Linked DNA regions of Gossypium hirsutum: region 1 is linked to region 2. A link is a contact called in public Hi-C data. All regions are on one chromosome and are shown on one strand. The core of a region is the stretch at or near the end of the contact, and the rest is flanking DNA. Distances in the headings are between cores, read along the strand shown.

The links. Hi-C and Micro-C count contacts between places; a contact is called where the count stands out from the background.
Region 1: a Hi-C map of leaf shows a contact between it and region 2, with 1.8 times the contacts expected there. The contact joins the promoter of LOC107916763 here to the enhancer-like site in region 2. A contact is called at or near these places in 2 of 34 Hi-C or Micro-C datasets (both in leaf).

The regions. Positions count from the first base shown.
Region 1 is chrA01:107,060,295-107,064,585 of Gossypium_hirsutum_v2.1, reverse strand. LOC107916763 (pto-interacting protein 1) reads right to left here and starts at 2,871. Exons shown (of 10, transcript XM_016846132.2): 1 at 2,128-2,871; 2 at 1,966-2,039; 3 at 1,756-1,874; 4 at 1,545-1,660; 5 at 887-1,447; 6 at 540-788; 7 at 290-453; 8 at 1-209. The coding sequence starts at 2,266.
Region 2 is chrA01:106,199,387-106,203,639 of Gossypium_hirsutum_v2.1, reverse strand. No RefSeq gene overlaps it. Among protein-coding and RNA genes, the nearest start is that of LOC107916774, 45 kb to the left of the region's middle. Within about 2 kb of position 2,824, at least 8 of the 9 cell types and tissues checked have an H3K27ac peak or open chromatin away from gene starts, as enhancers often do. A contact at or near this core is called in leaf, where this site is marked.

The sequences.
Region 1 (4,291 bases), core at 1,622-4,121, 860 kb before region 2:
TGGCCTTTTAGATTCTCAAAGCTTATCGGTCTTTTTCCTGATAGCAACTCGAGTAGAACAACACCGAAAGCGTAGACGTCAATCTTGTCGCTAAGTTTACCATACATAAAATATTCAGGAGCTAAATACCCAAATGTTCCAACAACATCAGCTTGAATCAGAAATGACGAATCAGTTGGTCCCCATATTGCTAACCCAAAGTCAGATAACTGTCACATCGAAAGAAATGATGATCATGTGATTGATTCATGATATGTTTCGTTTTCGAATAACGTATCATCAGGGTTACCTTTGGTTCGAACCCATCTGAAAGAAGAATATTTGAAGACTTGATATCCCTATGAATAACAGGTCGAGAAAGCTCATTATGTAGGTAATCTAGGCCTTCAGCAATCCCGACAGCAACGTTATATCTGAGCTCCCATGGCAAGGCATGTTTTCCTTTGTTCTTCCCTACAATATATGTTAGCATGGATCAGTGGTTTACGACAACTTTTACGGAAAAAAACACAGATCTTGTCAAAGCTGTAGTGTTGTACCATGCAGAATTTCTTCTAAGCTTCCCTTGGATGAGAAATCATAGACGGATATAAGATCATGATCTTTAATGCAGATACCTATTAGAGGCATGATGTGTTTATGCTTCAGTGAGGAGATTATTTCGATTTCATTTGCGAAATCCTTGCATGCCTCTTTTGATGACTCCAGAATCTTCACAGCCACTGCTTTGTTATCCGGAAGGATCCCTTTATAGACACGGTTGCTCCCTCCTTTCCCAATCAAGTTCTCTGCTATGAAACAGAATCTTGGAAAAGTATATAAAAGAAAAACACATAAAGTAATAACGAATACATCACTGGTTGCAAGGCACGTTTGGGATGAAAACCTGTGGAGAATTGATCAGTTGCAGCTTTTAGAATTCCATAACAAAACCATCTGCAATCCGATGAATTTGTATTCAGGAGCACCTCCAAGCATTTTTGCAACTCATATTGCATTGATGAATTGGTCTCATTCCCATCATTGTCATCTCCAAGTTGATTCAGCTCTATTTCCTTGATTGTTGAACCTCGAGGAGAATGATCATGCAGAGACCGACTTGGTAAGTTCATTACCCATTTCACGACCGACATGCTCCTGGCATGCTTCGCTTGTGGTGTTGCTGAACTAGCCCTCAGGAGGAGGGGCCAACCAGGCTTATAGTCCATATTATCTCCTGCAAAAAGAGAAATGGACCACGAAGGGATTCTCTTCCCTTCATGAATAACACTCAATATTTCAATCTTCGAATCTTCACTACTGGTTCTTGATCCGTCTTTGGAGCTTTGAATCCCTTCAAAACTGGATATCTCAGACCCTACTTCAGAATCACCATATTCTGATTGGCATTCTTTGATACCAAGGTTTTCGGTCAGACAAAGACTCAGTCTTGGATCACCTTTAAGACCTGACATAATCCCATATACATCATCTATTACTTCTAAAGACCATAGTAGAAAACAGAAACCAGTTCTCTATTATTCCTAGGATAGGTAGAACCAAACCTGATAGTTCATTCTTGTTGGACCTTTCGAAAACAATTTTTCCCTTGTTGATGGCCACAACATTGGTGGTTGTTGGCAGCCGCTTCGTGCAGTATCTAGCCGTGGAAGTCCAACCCCTGAAAATGATGTCTGTTTTTTGAGTAATCAGACAAAGAATCACACCAATTTTGAACAGCCAAAATGATTTTGAGTCTGTTAACTGCTGACTTACCCAAGAGGACTCCTCTTGTCTATACCCACAACTAGAGCTACAGCACCATAGTTTATTGCTTCTCGAATTAAAACCTTTCGTATCGAATTTCCTTTATAAATCTGGCCTTTAAGATCAACCTGCAAGCCATGTATAATGATCAATATCAATTTTTTCATTCATGGTAAGTGAAAATTCATAAATGCCAGAACTATTGGTAATGAAAGCAACCTTCTTTATAGAACACAGGCCTTCATATGCTTCTAAATAACCCTCTAATAACAATTTCTGTCCCAAAGCATGATCTACATCGAAATTTCAGATTAGAATACACAAAAAAAACCATGGTACAAAACATCAAAGTTCGCTGTCAAGAAATCAAAAATGCCTTACCTGAATTCCGGGTAACATGAATTGCTACAACACAATCACCAGGTTCAGCAACTTTTACAAGAGCCCAACTAAGCAAATCCCTGCTTTCACTATCTAATCGAATCCCAACCAATACATTTTTCTTCTTATCAGAAGGCATGTTTTCTGAAAATCTAGAACCTTACCAGCTTTCTGAAATATTCAATTTAGTCCTTCCATATAGAAACCACCATCACCATCTTCATTCGAGTTCATAAAAAGAAATCTAAAAATACCCCAACAACACTAGGCACTTAACCCTTAGTGATCATAAATGAAACCCCATTACCATATTTGGATTTGAAAACCCAAACTCAAAGAAAAAAAAAAGAAACCCAGATTGTTTATAGACTAAACAAATCTACCAAAATCTTTGAATTTAAGAAAAAAGATAAACAGAAGAAGACAATTGAATTCAGTGCGCCAATTTTGTACGTATACGTTTTTTTTTAATCCAAAACGGGTTTTTTTTTTGTAAAATTATATTGCCGCCAAAGAACATCACCCCCTCTACCTGCTACAACCAGTTTCAATACACTTTTGTGTATATAAATTATTGAGCAATAAAAAATTTAAAAAAAATGTTGGGGTGATGACAAAGATATTCAATCTACTTTATTTTTTAAATAATTTTTTTATTTTTATTTAAAAAAAATTTAGGAAATGGTTCATGAGTGAAGAAACCCTTGAGATAAAAGTGTCGGCAAAGTAAAAAAAAAAAAAAAGGAATTCCCGCGAAGAGTGGGCAACGAATTTCAGTGCTGAATTAAAAGAGGAAAAATAGGGACTCCATTTTTGTTTATAAAAGTAATTAATTAATTAAAAAAATTAAGTTCGTTTAAAGAACCGGCAAATTTCGCGCGAAACCCATGGTCTCTGGTCGTTTTGTGGGAGAAATGAAGTGACAGAAGCGAAGCTTTTACCGGCTATTGCGGGTTGAGGAGTAGGACCCCTATTGGGCTCTGGCTTATCCTCTTGACTCGTGTTTTTCTATTTTCCTTATAAAGATAAAAAAAAATTAAAAGTTTTTAGTATTACAAAGGGGTAATTTTTTGATTGTTAGCTTAAAGCAAGGAAGATTAAATTTGAAAATTATAGTAGATTCTGGGTCAAATTCCTATTTTAGTTTAATTTCTGTTTGATTACAATCTCATCATGCTTTGGTCAAAAATATATCTTATCATCTCTTCCATATATTTATTCATCTTTAATTAAAATGTTTTTCTTAATTTCAAGAAATTAATTTTCATTTTTTGTGTTTCTTACATTAATATAGACATGAGATTTGGTGCAGTTTAATTTTCATCAAATACACGTGGTTTTATCAACTTTTTTATAGACAATTGCAATCATCAAGTTCGTTGAAGATTATTCATCATTTTATTTATTACATTTATAGGGATTTTTAAGATAAAATATTTTGAAAATAATTATTTTTTTATCAAAGTGATTTTTTGACCCATCCCAATGATGTGATGTGAATTTGAGGTTGGGTATTCTAAATTTTATGTTAAATTTATTAAAATATTATTCAATTTTGATAAATGATTTTAAACAATTAAGTAAATAATTTGTTTTTTTATAATATTTAGCATGTTATACGGGCTATTTAGAGAAGTAAATTACAGATTTGGTTCTCCTTTATTATTATTACCAAATATATTTTTTTATTTTTTTTAAAATATCCTAATATTAAGCTATTTTATTATTTAAAGGTTATAATAGTAAATAGAAAATAAAAAAGGTATGGTGGTAAAACATGTTGATTTGAATCTTACTATTTTTGTAATTAAGGTAAGGCCACTCACATCTTAAACGTGATAAATACAAGTATGGTGAGATGAAGTGAAATCACATGTTGTTTTCTCCATTTAAGTCTTCATTTTCTTGGCACTTATGCATGACCCAAACCTAATCTATATACCTTTTTTAATTATCTTTTTGGTGCACCTAAGCATATTTACAACCCAATTTAATATATTCTTTTTCAAATTGTCAAAAAGAAACTAATATGAAGAAAATTATTATTTAGAAATTAAAAATTTATTTAAAATTTGAATTTGTTAAAATGTAAATTGGAAATTAAAAAGATTCAATGATGACATAAAAATTGAAAAAGTAGTGGCAACCACTTTGTACATAAGCA
Region 2 (4,253 bases), core at 1,575-4,074:
CACTGCCTGCTCTTAATCAATACGAATCAGGAAAAGAATGAATGAACAATGAATAGATTTTGGTTTGAAGCCTAATGGACGTTTGAGGTTTCATTTGAAGAATAGGTAAGAAGGATTTGGGGATCTACTTTGGGAAATATCCTGGATAAGTTGAGCTGTGTACGTAAAAGTTTACAAGTTTGGGCTAAAAGGGTTAAGATGGAAAGGGCTGGGTTAAAATGTTAGTTAAAAAAGAAATTGGAGACTCTTATGGACAATGAGAGGGATGATGATAACACAGCCAAACTTATTGATACAAAAGTACATTTGAATATGGAAATCGATAAAGATGAAGTCTATTGAGAGTAAAGGGCGAGGGCCAATTCGTTGTATTTGAGAGATAAGAATACAAGTTTCTTTCATATGTTTGCTTCATTTCACAAGAAAATTAATACCATAAAAAGCTTCGAAACTAAAGATGGTGATGAGATTTTGACAACTTCGAGAATGGGGGAAGTAACGACCAAATATTTTCAAAATTTATTGGTTACTAACGAGATAAGTTTTATGGAGCATATTCTATCCGGGGTTACCTATTGCATTTTAGATGACTTGAATATAATGCTAACAACTCGGTATACGACAAAAGGAGATTTTTGTGGCTTTAAAAAATATGGGGCCAACAAAACCGTCGGGGGTTGATTTTTCGATATTATTTTTTCAAAAATGTTTCCATATCATAGGTGAATATGTAACCTCTTTTTGTTTAGAAGTTTTAAATGAAGGGAAAGAGATGGAACAAATTAATGCCACATATATTTCTTATTCCAAAAGTGTCGTAACCAAAACAGATGGTAAATTTTAGACCTATTAGTCTCTATAATGTTATTTATAAATTGATAGCAAAGGCAATAGCAAACTGTTCTCAACAGGTGTCGGAAGTTTGCATTGATAAAGCCCAAAGTGCTTTTGTCTCGGGACATTTAATTTCGAGTAATGTGCTCTTTGCTTATGAATTATTACACACATTTCGACAAAAAAATAGGGAAAAAGGGCTTTAAATTAGATATAAGGCATATGATTGGGTTGAATTGAGATTTCTTAAGAATATGATGGAACGCATGGAGTTTGATTCTAGGTGGGCCGGGGTCATTATGAGATATGTATCAACTGTACCATACTTCGTTAGTATCAATAGCTAAATAAAAGTTTCTTTTTGACCTCATAGAGGACTTAGACAAGGAGACTCGTTAAGTCCTTTTTTATTTCTAATTTGTAGCGAAGGTTTATCCACCCTCATGCGTCTTGCTTTGGGGGAAGGGTTGTTAAAAGGTGTGAAAGTAAGCAGACAAGGTCCCTAAATTTCCAACTTACTTTTTGCTAATGACTGTCCTTTTCGGGGAAACGAGTGAGCGAGGTGCCCAAATTTTAAAGGGAGGACAATGTGTCACCTATAATAAATCTACGAATTTTATAGCTCAAATACTCGAGAATTAGATCGTGAGCTAATTTCGCAATAGTTGAGAGTGTGTTACTTAAACGACTCGGAGAGGTACTTGGACTTACCAAATATGGTGGGACGACAAAAAAAAGTTACTTCTCAAACATTAAAGGATAGAATCAAGAAGAGGATTGATGGGTGGAGTACACGGTTCCTTTCTCAAGGGGGAGGTCTTTATAAAATTGGTGTTACAAGCCATCCAAACCTATTCGATGGCATGTTTTTTGTTACCCAAGATGTTACGTAGGGAAACTGAAAGTATATTAGCGAGGTTCTAGTGGCAAAAAGGGCATGGTAAGAAAGGGATACATTAGTGTGATTGGGCTCGACTTTGCACACTAAAGGAAGATGGATGTTCGGGCTTTTGCAATTTGAAAAAATTCAAATATTGCGATTTTTGCCAAACAAGGCTAGAGGCTTATTAATCAACCAAATTCCTTATTAACTTGTGTTTTAAAAGCTAAGTATTATCCTAGTTCTGATTTTTTAAATGCACGGCTAGGTAATTTACCGACTTACTCGTGGAATAGTATTTGGGCTACCAAAGGTTTATTGCAAAAGGACTTGTGTTGGCGGGCTGGTTCGAGGGAAAGCATTTTAATCTCAGAGCATGCATGGATTCTAGGTTTAATTAATTACAAATTATGTGATGACATGCAAAATAATGTTGTTTCCTTTGTGGCGTAACTTATTTATAATACTACGAGAGATTGGAATAAGGAGATTGTGCTCAATACCTTCTCGTCTAAGGATACGAAATGAATTCTGTGGATACTATTAGCCAAGGAATAGGGGAAAAGCCAAAGCAATTTGTTAAGGGGGAGCTGAATGAAATTTTAATTTTGTATAGTCTATATTTTTTATAATTTTTAAGTATTAAATTAAATTTTTATATTTTTATGGGATCAAAGTGTAATTTTACATTTACTAATTTAAAATTTTAAAAATATTAAAAAGTTTAAATAATAATTTTTCGGGCTGAGGCCCATGCCAGCCCCCTAGAATCGCCTCTGCCAAGGAGCTGACATGATGACTTTGTGGTGTAGCAGGGTGAACACTGGATGACTTACAGACCATTTCTAATGCTTTTTATAGGAAGCTCTAGAGCCTTAAACTTCCCACTAAGATTAAGATTATAATCTGGAGAATTGCTAACAATTATATCCCTACATTTACAAATCTGAACCTTCAACCTTGGTGATTAATACTGTCTGCCCTCGATGTACGGGGGGTATGGAAAATTGGGACCATGTTTTTAGAAATTGCCCTGTATTAGTAGAAGTAAGGTCACAATTAGGCCTTCGTTGGGTTTTAAACAGAGCAGATTTGGGCCGGTAATCACCATACTAGGAGGATGTTTGGAGGAGCACTATGGGCAATCTGGTTAGATAGAAACAAAACGGGTTCATGAACTGGACAGAAGATCGCAAATGATTTACTTTGCAACTTGGTGGAAATTGATAAATCAGAGTTAGATGGGCCTACAAGAATGAGTGCGAATGACCAGTGGCTTCCCCCATATGGTGAACTCATCAAAGTTAATTTTGATGAGGCTTTTGACAAAGATTGTCTTGAATCTTGCTCTAGAATTGTGGCAAGAAACACTGGTGGTTGGGTTCGGGTCTCACGAACAATACTTCATGAAAAAGTTGCGTCCGCTTTCGCTGCAGAGGCCCTTGCATGTTCTTGGGCAGTACAAACAAGTATGGAAATGGGTTGGTCAGATCTCATCTTTGAAGGGGACTCGTTATCAGTTGTTAATAAATGTCGAATAAATTCCCTTGATAAGTCGGAAATTGGTGCTTATAAAAGGAATATTCAACAAATTTCGAAAAAATTCTGGTGGGTGCGATTTCAACATGTGAACAGGAAAGCCAATCAACTTTCTCATATACTAGCGACAGAATGTTTAAGAAGGAATGAGCAAACTTACATGGAAGGTGGGGTTTCCAGATTTGGCGGACGGAGAATGGAAGACGACTGGCCGCGCGAATCAGATTGAAGGAGTTATTGTGTTTAGGGCATGGAAGAATCGGGAACGATGGAAAATAAATGGAAGAGGGTTTTTGGTTCTCTTGGAAGATGTAACCGCTTGGTCTTGAAATGTGGAAATGAATTGATGCGGCTTTTTTCATCATTGAATGTGGCTGGTCAATCTTTTGGTCTGCTTTATTTGTATTTTGAATTATTTTTCCTTAATTTGTTTTAGGACTGGTTGGTTTTGGGCATTATGTTGTTGGGTCAGGTTATTTATGCTTTCTTTCTTTGCTTTTAAGCCTGTCAATTTTGGGTCTTATGCTGTTTTGTTTTTTCTTTTGTATATTAATAAAATCTAGCCCATTTATTGATTAAATTATTAATTTAATATACTTTTATTAATACACATACAAATGTTTATTTAAAATAATTTTTAATTTTCATTTAAAAATATTTGGGATAGTTTGTGTTTAAAAAATAATATATATTGATTAAATAATTGTTGGGATAATTTCTGTTTTTAAAAAATAAAGTATATTGATAAAAAATTATTGTTAAATTTTGTGCAATTTTTTAAATAGGATAAAAAATAAATTTTATACTTGTGAAAATTTGAACAATTTTTTAAAACGATAAAAAAATTAAATTTTATACTTAAATTTTAGGCAGTCAATGTGGAAAGAAATTAGTATTTCCATCTCAGTTAGGAGTTTGACACATTGTATTATATATATATATATAAAATATTAGAGATATTTGTGGGTTGAGTTAAGACACTTTGAGATTTGATTTAGGT